Linked DNA regions of Mus musculus: region 1 is linked to region 2. The links are chromatin contacts, called in public Hi-C maps. All regions are on one chromosome and are shown on one strand. Each heading gives the region's core, a stretch centred on a gene start, on an enhancer-like site or on the middle of the called end of the contact. The rest is flanking DNA. Distances are from core to core; before and after follow the strand shown.

The links. Hi-C and Micro-C count contacts between places; a contact is called where the count stands out from the background.
Region 1: a Hi-C map of the G1E-ER4 cell line shows a contact between it and region 2, with 8 times the contacts expected there. The contact joins two enhancer-like sites. A contact is called at or near these places in 2 of 39 promoter capture datasets (the HPC-7 cell line and pre-B cells) and 1 of 484 Hi-C or Micro-C datasets (the G1E-ER4 cell line).

The regions. Positions count from the first base shown.
Region 1 is chr14:121,369,232-121,375,716 of GRCm38.p6, reverse strand. All of the region lies in intron 1 of Stk24 (serine/threonine kinase 24), which reads left to right. Among named protein-coding and RNA genes, the nearest start is that of Stk24, 6.8 kb to the left of the region's middle. Within about 2 kb of position 3,661, at least 167 of the 459 cell types and tissues checked have an H3K27ac peak or open chromatin away from gene starts, as enhancers often do. A contact at or near this core is called in the G1E-ER4 cell line, where this site is marked.
Region 2 is chr14:118,790,260-118,796,376 of GRCm38.p6, reverse strand. All of the region lies in intron 1 of Gm52105 (a long non-coding RNA gene), which reads left to right. It also overlaps a transcript of Cldn10 not described here. Among named protein-coding and RNA genes, the nearest start is that of Gm52105, 4.4 kb to the left of the region's middle. Within about 2 kb of position 2,661, at least 15 of the 459 cell types and tissues checked have an H3K27ac peak or open chromatin away from gene starts, as enhancers often do. A contact at or near this core is called in the G1E-ER4 cell line, where this site is marked.

The DNA of each region.
Region 1 (6,485 bases), core at 2,412-4,911, 2.6 Mb before region 2:
ACAAAGAAACCCTGTTTGGGGTTGAGGGATCTAAAAGAATTAGCTTTTTGCTTATAAAATTCTTTGGTATAAAAGTATGTTGTGTGCACATGTGTATGTAGCATGTGATACAGGTATATAGGAGTCCTGGGAGGTTGGAAGAAGAGCTACAGGAACCAAACTCCAGCCCTCTGCAGCAGTCTACCTCTGCAGGCTGCACATTTCTGTCACAGAATTCTGCTAGCCGTTTTTAAAGCCTTTCTGGGCTGTGACCCTTGTAAGACAGAGACTTGGCATCAGGACCAGAAATTAAAGCTTCAGAGTGTAGCACTGTTTCTTGCTCCTTGTAAGTCACTACTGCAGTAGTGGGGGTTGGGGGTGGGGGGGGAGAAGCTGATTGTAACATTGAATTGATTCCACAGCCCACTGGTTCATGTGGCTCCAAGTTCATGGCTCCAAGTTTAAAATACACGAAGTTAGATAAGTCACATATGTAAGAAGGCTGGAGTTAATTCAGCATGTCTCGAGGCTTTGAATTTAAGAGACCCTCGTGTTTGCAAGTATAGATGATTTAAAGGTGTAACGAAGAAAACTTAGATTTTGCTTGCTGATGTTTTTATATCCTGGTTTCATTCCCTTTGTTCAGCTCCTAGGCTGCAAGCCCTAGCTGTGAGGGGGCTTGTGTGCAGGGTAGCCAGGAAGATGCTCACTAGCACATTTCTAGCTGCCCACCCCTCTGTGAGACTCAATGCCCATAGGCCGTTGTGTACAGTCTAGTCGCCCTCTTCCCTGCTTCGTTGGGACATACCTGCTCTTGTTGCCCTGTTTGGAACTGTACCCTGGGGGGTGGTTTGGTGTCTGAGTGGCCTTTCAGCAAAGTTGTGAGGTCTAGGTTTCAAGACCATCTCAGGTGAGGCTGAACGCGGATGGAGGTTTAGCATCTTCTGGTCCTGATGTAGACAGAGTCTTCAGAGGATGATATCAAGATATAGGTCCCTGGCCTCAAGTGGTCAGGAGCCCTTGCAGGGCAGGCCCTGAGAAGGTTCTGGTAACTGGGGCCCAGGAGACCAGGTGCATGTTTGGAAAGCACCAAGTTTCTGTAGGATGGAGAGGTGGGGTGTCTACGGGCCTGCTGGGTGGGGCTGAGGCCTGGAGACTGGGTTGGGTATTTTGTTCTTTGAGGTGTCTGTGTTCTCAGACATAGGTGATCTGGGAAGTGGGTTCTGGGTGTCCACTAGAAGTTATCAGAGTATTTGAGCAGAAGATGCCGGGGTAGGGAATACTGGGGGCTCAAATGTTCCTGGATAGCTAAGAGAGCCCTGTAGAATTTTTACAGAGCTCAGTGGCTTGAATTCTGTGAATACGGTATGTATGGCCCTGTCATGTGCTTTGCTTTATTCTGTTGTCTTGTGTTGTGCAAAATAATTGAGGAAGGTCGGATATGTTTTTCTGTTACTTAAGTCCTTTTCTCTCCAGGACAAGCAAGTTCTTCATGCTCTCCAGGCTGGCTTTGAACTTCTGATCTTCTTGCTTCCACCTCCCCAGTGTTTGGAATATCTGATTGGTTTATACAGTGCTGGGGAATCCAGTTCTTGGCTTCATGAGTGGTTGGCTGGCACTGGACCAACTCAGCTGCGGCACAGTCTTGCCTCTCTTAAGTCATTTTGTACCTGTGTCTGTTGGTGGTGTTCCTTGTTGCTAAGACTTTGTTTTGCTTGAACGTATGTGTGTATGGTTCCCCTGGCCCTGTAGCTTTCTAACACCGTCCCACTGAGCCACGTACCATTCTCATTCCTGAAAGGCTTTCTCATTTCTTTGTCTTTTTTGATAGGGTGGGGAAGGTCAAGATTATGTGTATGTGTGTGTATGTGTGTGTGTGTGTGTGTGTGTATGCACCAGGAGGGTATGTTATACATACACTCCTCAGATCCCCTGGAGTTGGGGTTACAGGCAGTGCTGGGAACTAACCCTGCTCCTCTGTAAGAGCAGCTTTTCTGCTGAGCCATCTCTTCAGCTCCAAGATTTAAAAACCATTCTCTCTGTGTGCACATATGCATGCAGATGTGCATGACCTCATAGTCGTGTTGGGGTCAGAGGACGGCTCTTCAGAGTCCGTTCTCTCCTACCATGCGGTTGGTAGGTGAGTTACAACGGGGATTGAACTCAGGATATCAGGGTGGTAGATTCATCTTTCTATTTTTTTAAGCATTAAATAGCTTTTGGGAGGTTTTGTTCTAGTCCCAGATCAGGGAATGTACTTTTCTGGTTTTGTTTTGTTTTTTGAGACAGGGTTTCTCTGTGTATTCCTGGTTGTCCTGGAACCGGGGAACTTCCAACTCAGATACGCCTTCCAGTGGCTGGGTTAAAGGTATGTGCCACCATGCCTGGCTCAGGGAAGGCTATTGATAATATTTCATACAGGCACCCAGTTACACTCTTCAAGAAAGCAGGCAGATTGTCACTGTAAATAGTGTCTTCCGGCAGCTGTGACGGTGGCAAGGTGGCCTCCTGGCGTCCAGATCTGTGCATGTTTGTTCCTCTTGGAACGGCTGTGCTCTCAGTGGAGTTGAGCTGCACTGGTGCACATTTTTGTCTTAGTTTCTGTTGCAGTGAAGAGACACCGTGACCACTGCAGTAGCAACTCTTATAAAGGAAAACATCTAATCGGGGCGGCTTACAGTTTCAGAGGTTTAGTCCATTATTGTCATGGCAGAAAGCATGGCGGTGTGCAGGCAGACATGGTGCTGGAGAAGGAGCTGAGAGTCCTACATCTTGATCTGAAGGCAGCAGGAGGAGACTGGATATAGCTCGAGCATAGGAGACTTCAAAGACTACCTCCACGGTGACACTTCCTCCAACAAGGCCGTACCTCCTAACAGTGCCACTCTATGGCCAAGCCTTCAGACACACAAGTGAGTCTATGGGGGCCATTCCTATTCAAACAACCACAGGGTTGATGGAGTTCTTTTGTTGGTTCTTGGCAAGCTGCAGTGTGCGCAGCTAGTGAGCCTGTTCTCTATCCTAGTGTGGTTTTATGGGGCACACCCTCCAGACCATGGTCCAGGAGGTGTCTGATGGTCTCTTGCCACACAGTTTTATTTGGGTGATTTTTCCCATGATTCAGACTTGCCTGCTTGGAAACTGGTACCTACAGGAAGCGGGCCCCACCCGACCCTCCCTGCTAATGCTTTCTGTGTGCCTTAGCTGGGGGTGATTATCACTAATGGAATCTTGTGGCTGGAGTGCTTGCAGGAAATAGACCTGTATTCTGTTACTCTGCTGCTGCAATGGAGAACTTGGGCTTGCCTTGAATCTGTTGGTAGTAGTCACTTCTTGTAACTAATTTTTACAGTGAGATTTACTAAATGTCTTGGGAAAAGGATACATTGTTATTAGAACATCTGACTGGGTGAGGGCTGTGCCCAGTCCTGAGTTCTTGGAACTGGGCATTGTGGCTTATGCCTGCAGCTTTGGGAAGTTAGGCAAGAGGTGTGCTGTGAGTTAAGTTCTGGCCTGCAGAGAGTCAGTTCCAGGCAGACCTGGACTATAGTGGGAGAACCGTTAGTTGCTCTGGGTAAAACAAGATGTGGCTTAGCTTGCTACAAAGTATACTGTAGCCTGCCCAGAGGTTTATGCTGCCAGCAACACAGTGAGACTTAAGTGACCTTCCTCCTGTTTTGTAAGGGTTTGTGGTTAGCCAGAGAAACTGTTGCGTGCTGGAGTGTTGTCTGAGTCATTGGTGGGGACATTGTAAGTTTTATGTGAATGCTTACCAAATGTGTAGCTAGGGCTTGCCTATTTAAATCTCTTCCTGTTTTTAACTCTAAGGCTTAGAAAGCTTGATATACCTCCCTTTCCTTTGTTTGGTTTTCAGTTACTTAGGTTTTGTTTAGCTTTACTTGGAAACAGCTGCATAGATTAGATGCACGAGGTTACCTGTCCCCTGCCTCCATCTCATCCTGATGGAAGCCCCTACAAGTCTCTCTATGCTGACTTAGCCACCACTCCTTGGCTTATCCAGGGTGAGTTTAGAAACTGTATGCTCTGTAGACCCAGAGTTCTGCAGATGAGGTTTGGTTCTGTCAACTTCTTTTCACATTAGATCTGACAACAGTGTCTATACAGTCTGCAGCCTGGACAGTGGTAGTGAAGTGCACGACCTCGTCAGAGGACTCGTGTTTTTCCAGATAGACTTCACCAGGTGTCAGGACCTCCTTCTAGGAAACTCAGCTGGACCTTTTAACCTCCAGAGAGAAGCTGGGATGCTCCTCTGCTGGGCTGTGGTGCTCCTCTGCTAGGCTGTGGTGCTCCCTTGCTGGGCTGTGGTGCTCCCTTGCTGGGCTGGCACCCTTCAGTTTGCTCCACTCCTCCTTTCTGGGTCTCTTGACCTTGGATGCCTTGATTATTTTGTTGCTGTCTGCTGATACCTGTTTTCTGGATTCCAGTCTTTACTGGATTCATGCGGTTGGGTTGATGGGTACAGTGTATCCTGGACTCCCCTCCAGTGAGTTAGGATACAGGTTCTTTCTTCATAGTTACCTGTTGGTTGAGTAGTGGGACATAGCATAAAGTTGTTGGTTTCCTTCAAGAATTGCGTTTTTGGTCCTAGGGGCTGAGACAAACTCTCATGTGTTTTAGGCAAACACTGAACTACGGAGCTACATCTTGTTTTTGTTGTTGCTGTTGTTGTTGTTGTTGTTGTTGTTTGTTTTTGTTTTGAGACAGGGTTTCTCTGTGCTGTCCTGGCTGTCCTGGAGCTCACTCTGTAGACCAGGCTGCCCTTGAACTCAGAAATCCACCTGCCTCTGCCTCCCAAGTGCTGGGATTATAGCCATGCGCCACCACTGCCCAGCCACATCTTGTTTTTTTGTTTGTTTTAAGTCAGGATTATGTTATGTAGCCCAGGCTGACCCCCAGCTTAACCACCCTGAGCCTGGGGATACAGGTATGTCCTCTGTGCCCTGGCCTCCTCCAGGGAGGTTTAAAGACATTTACTAATCTGCTGTGTTCTAGCTGTGTTCTGCTGGAGTGCAGTGTGCACCAGGACTAGATTCCACCCACATACGCTGTCCTGCCCCTGAGCCTGGAAAAGATTCCTTTGTGTTGTGATGTTCCACAGTGGCGTCTTGGCGTGAGTGTTGTCATATTTTTTTGTACAGGCAGTCAGGAGGCCTTTACAGTCTGGCAGCTGCTGTCTTGTGATGAGGTTTGGGGTGTTTTTTTTTTTTTTTTTTTTTAAAAGAAATTCCCTTTTGGATGCTGTACCTTCTCATCTGGTCTTTGAATGGTTCTACCCTTTAAAGCTGTTTTCTGTCCCTTGTCTTTCTGACTGGTTTTCTGGGCCATTGTCTCCACTTTTCAAAGCCCCCCAGTGAGCATTTCTGCTCCTGTATTCTTAGACTCCAAGAGCTTTAGTGATTCTCTGAGTGTTCCTTATTAGTGTGCTTCCTCCTCTGCCTGAAATGTCTGTTTTATTTCCAAGGCATAATTCTTTCAAGTCTCCAGTTTTTCCTTTATTGGGTTTGGTGGTCGGATTTTTTTGTTTGTGTGTTTAGTGGTAGAGACCACCTCTAACACTCACTTTTCTTTATGACTGGAAATTGCTAGGACCTCAAGCCATTTTTCTTTTCTTCTCCTTCCTTCCTGTCTGTCCCCCTTCATTCTCCAGGGTCTCCGTATGTAGCTCTGAATTAGGATCTCAGTATGTAGCTCTGAATTAGGGGATGCTGCCCAGGCTGGCCTTAAGCTCTGATTTTTCTTACCTGAGCCTCATGAGTGTTGGTATGTGCCACCATGCTGTCTGTGGGGAGTTAACTGTAATGTTTTCTGTCTGTCATCCCTACTGAACAAGACAGTTGGGAATGGCCTTGTTAGATGCTTGCCTTTTTGAACATGTTTCTGGAGTCTGTTCTTTGCACTCATTTATATCTCTTTCATCTGCTGGAAGCCCCCCTGGTGGACTGTACAGGTGTAGACAGGTGTAGACGAAGTATCCGTGTGGTGTGCTGTCTGGTTAGGAGTCCTGTGCATCCCTTCCTGCCCTGGAAAACACCTGTACTTGTTCTTGAGGTGGGAGAGTAGGGCCCTAGCTGGGCTCTGGAGAGGAGGAAGCCCTTCAGCTGCATGGCTCCTTCTTTATCAGACTTGCCCTGAGTCACTGAACTCAGGTACCTCTGTGGAGATAGCTCTGTGGGAGATTAGTTACATATTACTGGGCAAAAGCACTGTAAGGAAGGGTTTAACTTTTGAGGAGAGAGTGCATCGTGGAGTGGAAACTAGTGGTGGTGGTGGGGGCGTGGGAGGCAGCTGGATGAACTGTCTGGAAGCAAATGGATGTTGCTATTCAGCGGGCTTTCCCTTCCCCTTTTTAATCAACACTGAATGGACCCTTAGGGTGCCACTATGCTGCCTTCAGTGTGGGCCTTCCGCGACTTAAGCCTCGCAGATGCACGCAGAGATATGCCTCCTAGGTTATTATGCCTCTAGGTCATTTACAGCCTGCTCAC
Region 2 (6,117 bases), core at 1,412-3,911:
ACATGGTAAGACAGGAACTGTTGTGCTTGCTACAGTTGCAGAACAGAACAGCTGGCTGGAGTTAGATAAGAAACCGCCTCTTCACCCCACCCCCACCCGCCATGCCCCATCTGCTCCACCCAAACGCTACAGTTCATGTTCTAGAGAAAACCATTCTCCTTATGGGATAGCTGGTCTGGTTTTATTCATGGTTTATATTTGGCACATGTAAATAAAAAATGTCAAGCAACAGCAGTTCATCAAAAAGCGGGACTCAGCTGGTTGTATCCCCCCACCCCATGCCCTGTGCCTGGATCTGGACACAGTCATTCTGTTCTCCAGCAACAGTCATGTGACACATGCTGTGGATGTCTTAGGAACCCCACCATGCCAGATTACACCTCGAGAACTATTATTTCTTACTCTGCCCCTGACATGTATTAACACCTGAATTTAAACAGAATAACATCAGCACACCACGCATATTACAACAGATGGTTAGCAGCCGCTCCTCTGGGCATCTGTAGCCATTTCCTTGTGCAGCAACCTAGCCACTGTGGGGCACTCTGGTAGAAATTACTTCTCCGGGTGATCCTAAATCCAGCTTCACTGTAACATGTACCCCAAATTCCACTTTCCTTCTTTGCACACCCTTATGCTTTTTATGTTTTGCCTTTCCCTGTATGGAACACTAAATGCACCCCCACCACCCTATCCTGCTGTTACATCCTCCTGTGAGTGAATGCGGTTTCCTTTGTTCAAATCTCTTAAGGTAGAATGCGGCTCCCTGGGGAGCATGGTTACTTTGTTTCTCTCTTAATTTTGCTAACTGCTCCACTAGTGGCGCCTAAAGTTGCATCCATTTCTTTTGCTCACTCCATTCCCCGCCCCCCCCCCACCCCGGGTTTGTATTAAATTTCTAAAATGTACAGTCTTTTACGTAAAAACTAAATCCACTCAAGCTATTCTAATTCATCCCACACAGCCGGTTCTTTAATTTTCCTAAACGTGAGGTTAGGAATGTGTTTTTGTAATGGGTGGTGATAGTTAGTGGAGACTCGCGGTTTGTCAAAGTTTTGAGAACAGCTGGCTGGAGGGTGCTCATCCCTATGTGCTCATCCGTAAAGCCTCCCTCAAGGCCCAAGGAACATGTGGGAGGTGGTGGTGGGAGACAGGAATTATGGGAACACTTGAGGATGAGGAGGATACAATGTAGCAATCATGCATGCTAGGTGCCTGCACAGGACCTACATGAGATAGGGACAGCCAACAGTCCATCACTGATGGGGGAGGGGCTTGAGCAGTGAAAAGTTTCTAGAGAGGGAAGTCCTTTTCTACAGTGGTATAGCCATGCCCCTGTGGATAACCTCCTGCCTGTGGTTACATAGTGTCTTAGATTCTTCTATTGCTCGGTTGAAGCACCATGACCAAAAAGCAAGGTGGGAAGGGAAGGCTTTATTTGGTGTATACTTCTGCATTGTTGTTCCTTATCAAAGAAAGTCAGGACAGGATCTCAAACAGGACAGGAACCTAGAGGCAAAAGGCTGATGCAGAGGCCATGGAGGGGCGCTGCCTCCTGGCTTGCTCCTCATGGCTTGCTCAGCCTGCTCTCTTATAGAACCCAAGACTACCAGCCCAGGGATGGCATCACCCACAATGAGCCCTTCCACCCTTGATCACTAATCGAGAAAATGCCTTACAGCTGGATCTCATGGAGGCACTTCCTCAACTGAGGCTGCTTTCTTTCTGAAAGATTTCAGGTTTTGTCAAGTTGGCACACAACAAGCAACCCCCCATTAACCTCAGGAGGTCATCCACAAAATAGAATTGAAAGTAGCAAGGGAAGTCATTGAGAAGAAGGAATCCAGGAGTGTGGTGGCTTGAATGAGATGCTCACTTATGCCTTGGGTATTTGAATACTTGGTCCCAAGCTGGTTGTGCTGTTTGGGGAGGTCTAGGAGGTGTGGCCTTGTAATAGGAGGCGTGGCCTTGTCAGGAGAGGTGTGGCCTTATAATAGGAGGTGTGGCCTTGTTGTAGGAGGCCTGTTACTGGAGGTGGGCTTTGACACTCATGCTATTTCCAGTGTGCTCTCTTGTGAGCCCTCAGCTTCCTGCTCCAATGGCCTTAGGGTTTCTACTGCTATGGTGGGAGGAGCTAATATAGTCAAAATGCATTATGCACATGTAGGCAGTTGTCAAGAATAAATTAAAATGTGTCACCAGGAAGAAAGAATTGGAGAACTTGAAACCATGGCATGTGCTGGAAAGTACTGAACAAGGAAGAGGGACAAGAACTTAGATTGGGGATAGATGTGGCCACCTTTCTCTCTGGTCAGTCACCAAGCTCCCAGCAGGAATCCTTCCATCTCTCATAAGCCTCTGACACTCTTCCTCAGCTCCACTCCCAGAAGTCTTTGTCTAGGTTCCCACTGCTACTTATGCTCAGGTTCGAATAGGAAGCCCTGACAATCCTCACACGTGACAAGTGCTGTCAGACACCCAAAGCTTACCACGTTCTTGACACTTCTAACTCTTTCAAGCTGAAGTCCAACCCTGCCTTAGAGTTTAAAGGCCTCTAGCAGTTTCCTCTTTGTCTGCAGCCAGTCGTCGTCCCATGCGAGTGCTCTGGCCTGTTCCCTGGTGTATGTGGCTCTTTTCTGCTTTAGGTCTCCCTTTGCTTGCAGGTGTCAGCTGCATGCTACCCACACGTTAACTCACCACCAATCCTGAAAGAGGCAACACTCCCTGTCTACAGTCCAAGGAGCCAAGTCTTCGTCATTCTCCCCCAAGCCACGCAGTTAATAAGTTGCAGAGCTGGGTAGGTTCTTTAGTCTGAGATGCCCTCTCTCTTGCCCTCCCTTGGCATATTTCTGCCATCTTGCCAGACAATTTCAGCATCAGCTCTTCTGGGAATCCTGTGTCCCTTGTACTTAATCATCAAATATCTCTAAGCATGATAGGCTGATATTTGCTGGATATCTGCCTCACTGTCAGCTACCTGCCCTTAGACAGGCCCATGTCCTGTTCCCCTTCTCTGACAGGAATCTAGGGATTGCTTTGATGACAGAACACATTAATGAATCAACACATCAGAGCCCACAAGCTCCCTTTGCATCTGAAGAACGGCAGCATAGCCACTTGCCAATCGTCAACCTTTGGTAATCAAATTAGCTGATAATACAAAAAAACAAAAAAACAAAAATCTGACAAAGGCTTAATTGTAGACCAGATGGCTAATTACCGCAAGCTCAATTAAGAACGATTCAGCTTTCAGCAATGAGCATTCAAAATACAAAATACACAAGTGAAAGGCATTTCAGGATGAGTGAATGCATCGCTTTCTTGGGAAATGTCCTCTGAGGAGGCAGAGGCCGTCTCCGCTGTAGCATGTTTGCTGTCCAGGACCCAAGTTTGGTCCTTAGTGCCCAAGTATGGGAAGTGTAGCACGCACTGTCAGCCCACCCCAGGGAGGCAGAGGCAGACGGATCCTTGGGATTTGCTGTTGACCTCTGACACTCACACACTTCTGCATCCATGTGCATCTATGCACCCATGTGCACTCATTCATGCATGAATATGCACATACATACTGGCATATATATATATATTATATAATTATATAATATATATATATATATTAGTGATACCCTTTATATATATATTTCTTAGTGATACCCTTTATGATAAGACCTTGTCTATGGCCGGTTAGGTGACAGAATTGTGAATACTCGGTAGAGGAGACTGGGCAAAGCACGAGGAGGAAGGAACCCTGGGAAAGTTGAACATGAGCTTTCTTTACATAAAACATTCGACAGCGAAACACTGCTGCATGCTAGATGTGCGTTAATGCTTATGGAAGGATGGGACAGCAAAGCCCCGCCCAGATGACACTTGAGCCAAAAAAGACCCAGGGGCTGGTGTTAATATATTCTCCTTAACTATACTTCTCATTTTCTGTGTTCTCTCTATACTGTAGTTACTAAAATTCTCTGCTGACTCAGTAGCAAACACCCTCTTTCCCCAGAGCTAACTAACTCCCAGACACAATGCACACTCTGCAGGCATGACTTTCAGATGGGACCCAATCAAAAACTATTTCCCCAACTGCTCCTATCCAGACCGCATACCTTAAGTAAGCTTCTAGTTGCAAGGAACTAGACAACCCAACAACCTATGGCCTCGAGAGCTTGCTAAAATTGTCTAAGCTGCTCAATACAAAATTTGTCCGAGCCTGTGACTCTGTCCAGCACAGTTCTTTCTGAAAAGGCACAGGTCCCTGCTTCTCTCTTCTCTCTGCCTGCTCATCAGCCTGGTGTTCTCTGTGGGGCCTCACAGGGATGCTTGCCTCGTGCTTTCTCAGGGTTTGTGAGTATGAAAACTTCCTTTACTACACACTAGAGGCATCTGTGTGTCATATGTCTTACCACAGCAGAGTAAAACACTCCTGGGACATTTAAAAGTTCATTACACAACCGTGTCACATGATAGGAATCCTTGCTTCAGTCTTCCCCAGAAAGATGTGCAGCAGGAACCAGAGGTATGCTACCAGGTGGCTTTGAGGTCTAAAAAAAGCAGCCACTAAGGCCTTGATTGGAAACACCTTCTTACAGTTGACATGTGGGGTTTCAGAGATGAAAGAGATATTCATAATAGTAATTTCCACAACTCATAGAGAACCCACTTTGTGTCAGGCAGGGTAATAGTGCACTTTGCCTGTGTTTTGCCAAGTAGTTGCCACATACCAAGACTACTGAAGGCTGAGAAGATGGTCCAGTGAGACCTGAGCTTGATTCCCCAGAACCTATGTAGAAGCCAGAGGCATTGTGCTTGTGTCTATAATGCCAACACTCCTATGGGGCATCAGGAAACAGAGACAGGGGTTCCCTGGAGACCCAGGAGCAAGCTTGCCTAGCGTGGGCAGGAGAAAATCCATAGCAAGAGCTTTTCTCAAGGTAGGAGGTGAGGCTCTCCTTTGACCGCCGCGTGCATGCCATGGTACATGCATGACTGCACTCACACACAAGAATGTACACACACACACAAGAAAACTGCATCCTAAGCACGTCCATGGGAGCCTCGCCTTTGAAACCTTGGTAGCATGAACAGAGATTCCTGCTGCACAGATGGAATGTTGGAGATTTTGCTCAGTATGCATGCATGTATTTTCCTGCTTCTCTACTGCGTGATGTAGTAGAAACAAAGGAAAGGCAGCCAGCTCTGCTAGCCACAGCCCTGATGTCCGTAGGAAACTGAAGGCTTCTTTAGAAATAAGAGTCAATGCTGAACTCTGAGAATGCACATAGCCCTTATATAATGTGGCATAGCATTTGCAGGTGGCATGTACGCGTCTTCCTGTGTACTTCAGATCACCTGTAGATGACAAGCCTGGCGTTAAAAGTAGTTTTCCACAGTAACCGAATTTTAATTTATTTTGTGGTCGTATGGGCATATGTGTTTGGAGCCTTTCTATCCTCATTCCTTCCCCTCCAAGTTCTCCCATATCTCCACTCCCTCCCACCTGTATATGTTTGCAGGTTCTCTCTGCATCTCTCTGTCTCTCCCTGTGTCTCTCTCTGTGTCTCTCTATTTCTGTGTCTCTCACTGTGTGTGTCTCTCTGTCTCTCCCAGTGTCTCCTCTCTGTTTCTCTCTCCCTGTCTCAGTCTCTCTTTGTCTCTCACTCTCTTTCTATGTGTCTCTGTCTGACTGTCTCTCTAAATCTAATGTCTACTGAGTCCATTTAGTGCTACCTGAATGTTCATGGGTGTGACCACCTACTGGAACATGTGAAAACTCTCAGGCCTTCATCCCTGAAGAAAACTGATCATCTCTTTCCCAGCAGCCATCAATACCAATAACTCCTCAGACAGTGGTGGGGCCTCCCAAGTCCTCCCTATACTCAGACAGTGGTGGGGCCTCCTGAGTCCTCCCCACCCTCAGACAGTCGTGGGGCCTCACGGTCCCTCCCTTCCATGCTGGGATTTTGACACATTGGTCCTTGCATGCAGTCGCAGGCATTGTTCATTCATGTGTGCACTAAGCTGCCGAGTCCAGGAAATAGTGTTTCAATGTAGATATCCACTACTTCAGGCCCCTGCAATCTTCCATCTCCCCTTTTCTGTGATCATCCCTGAGCCCTG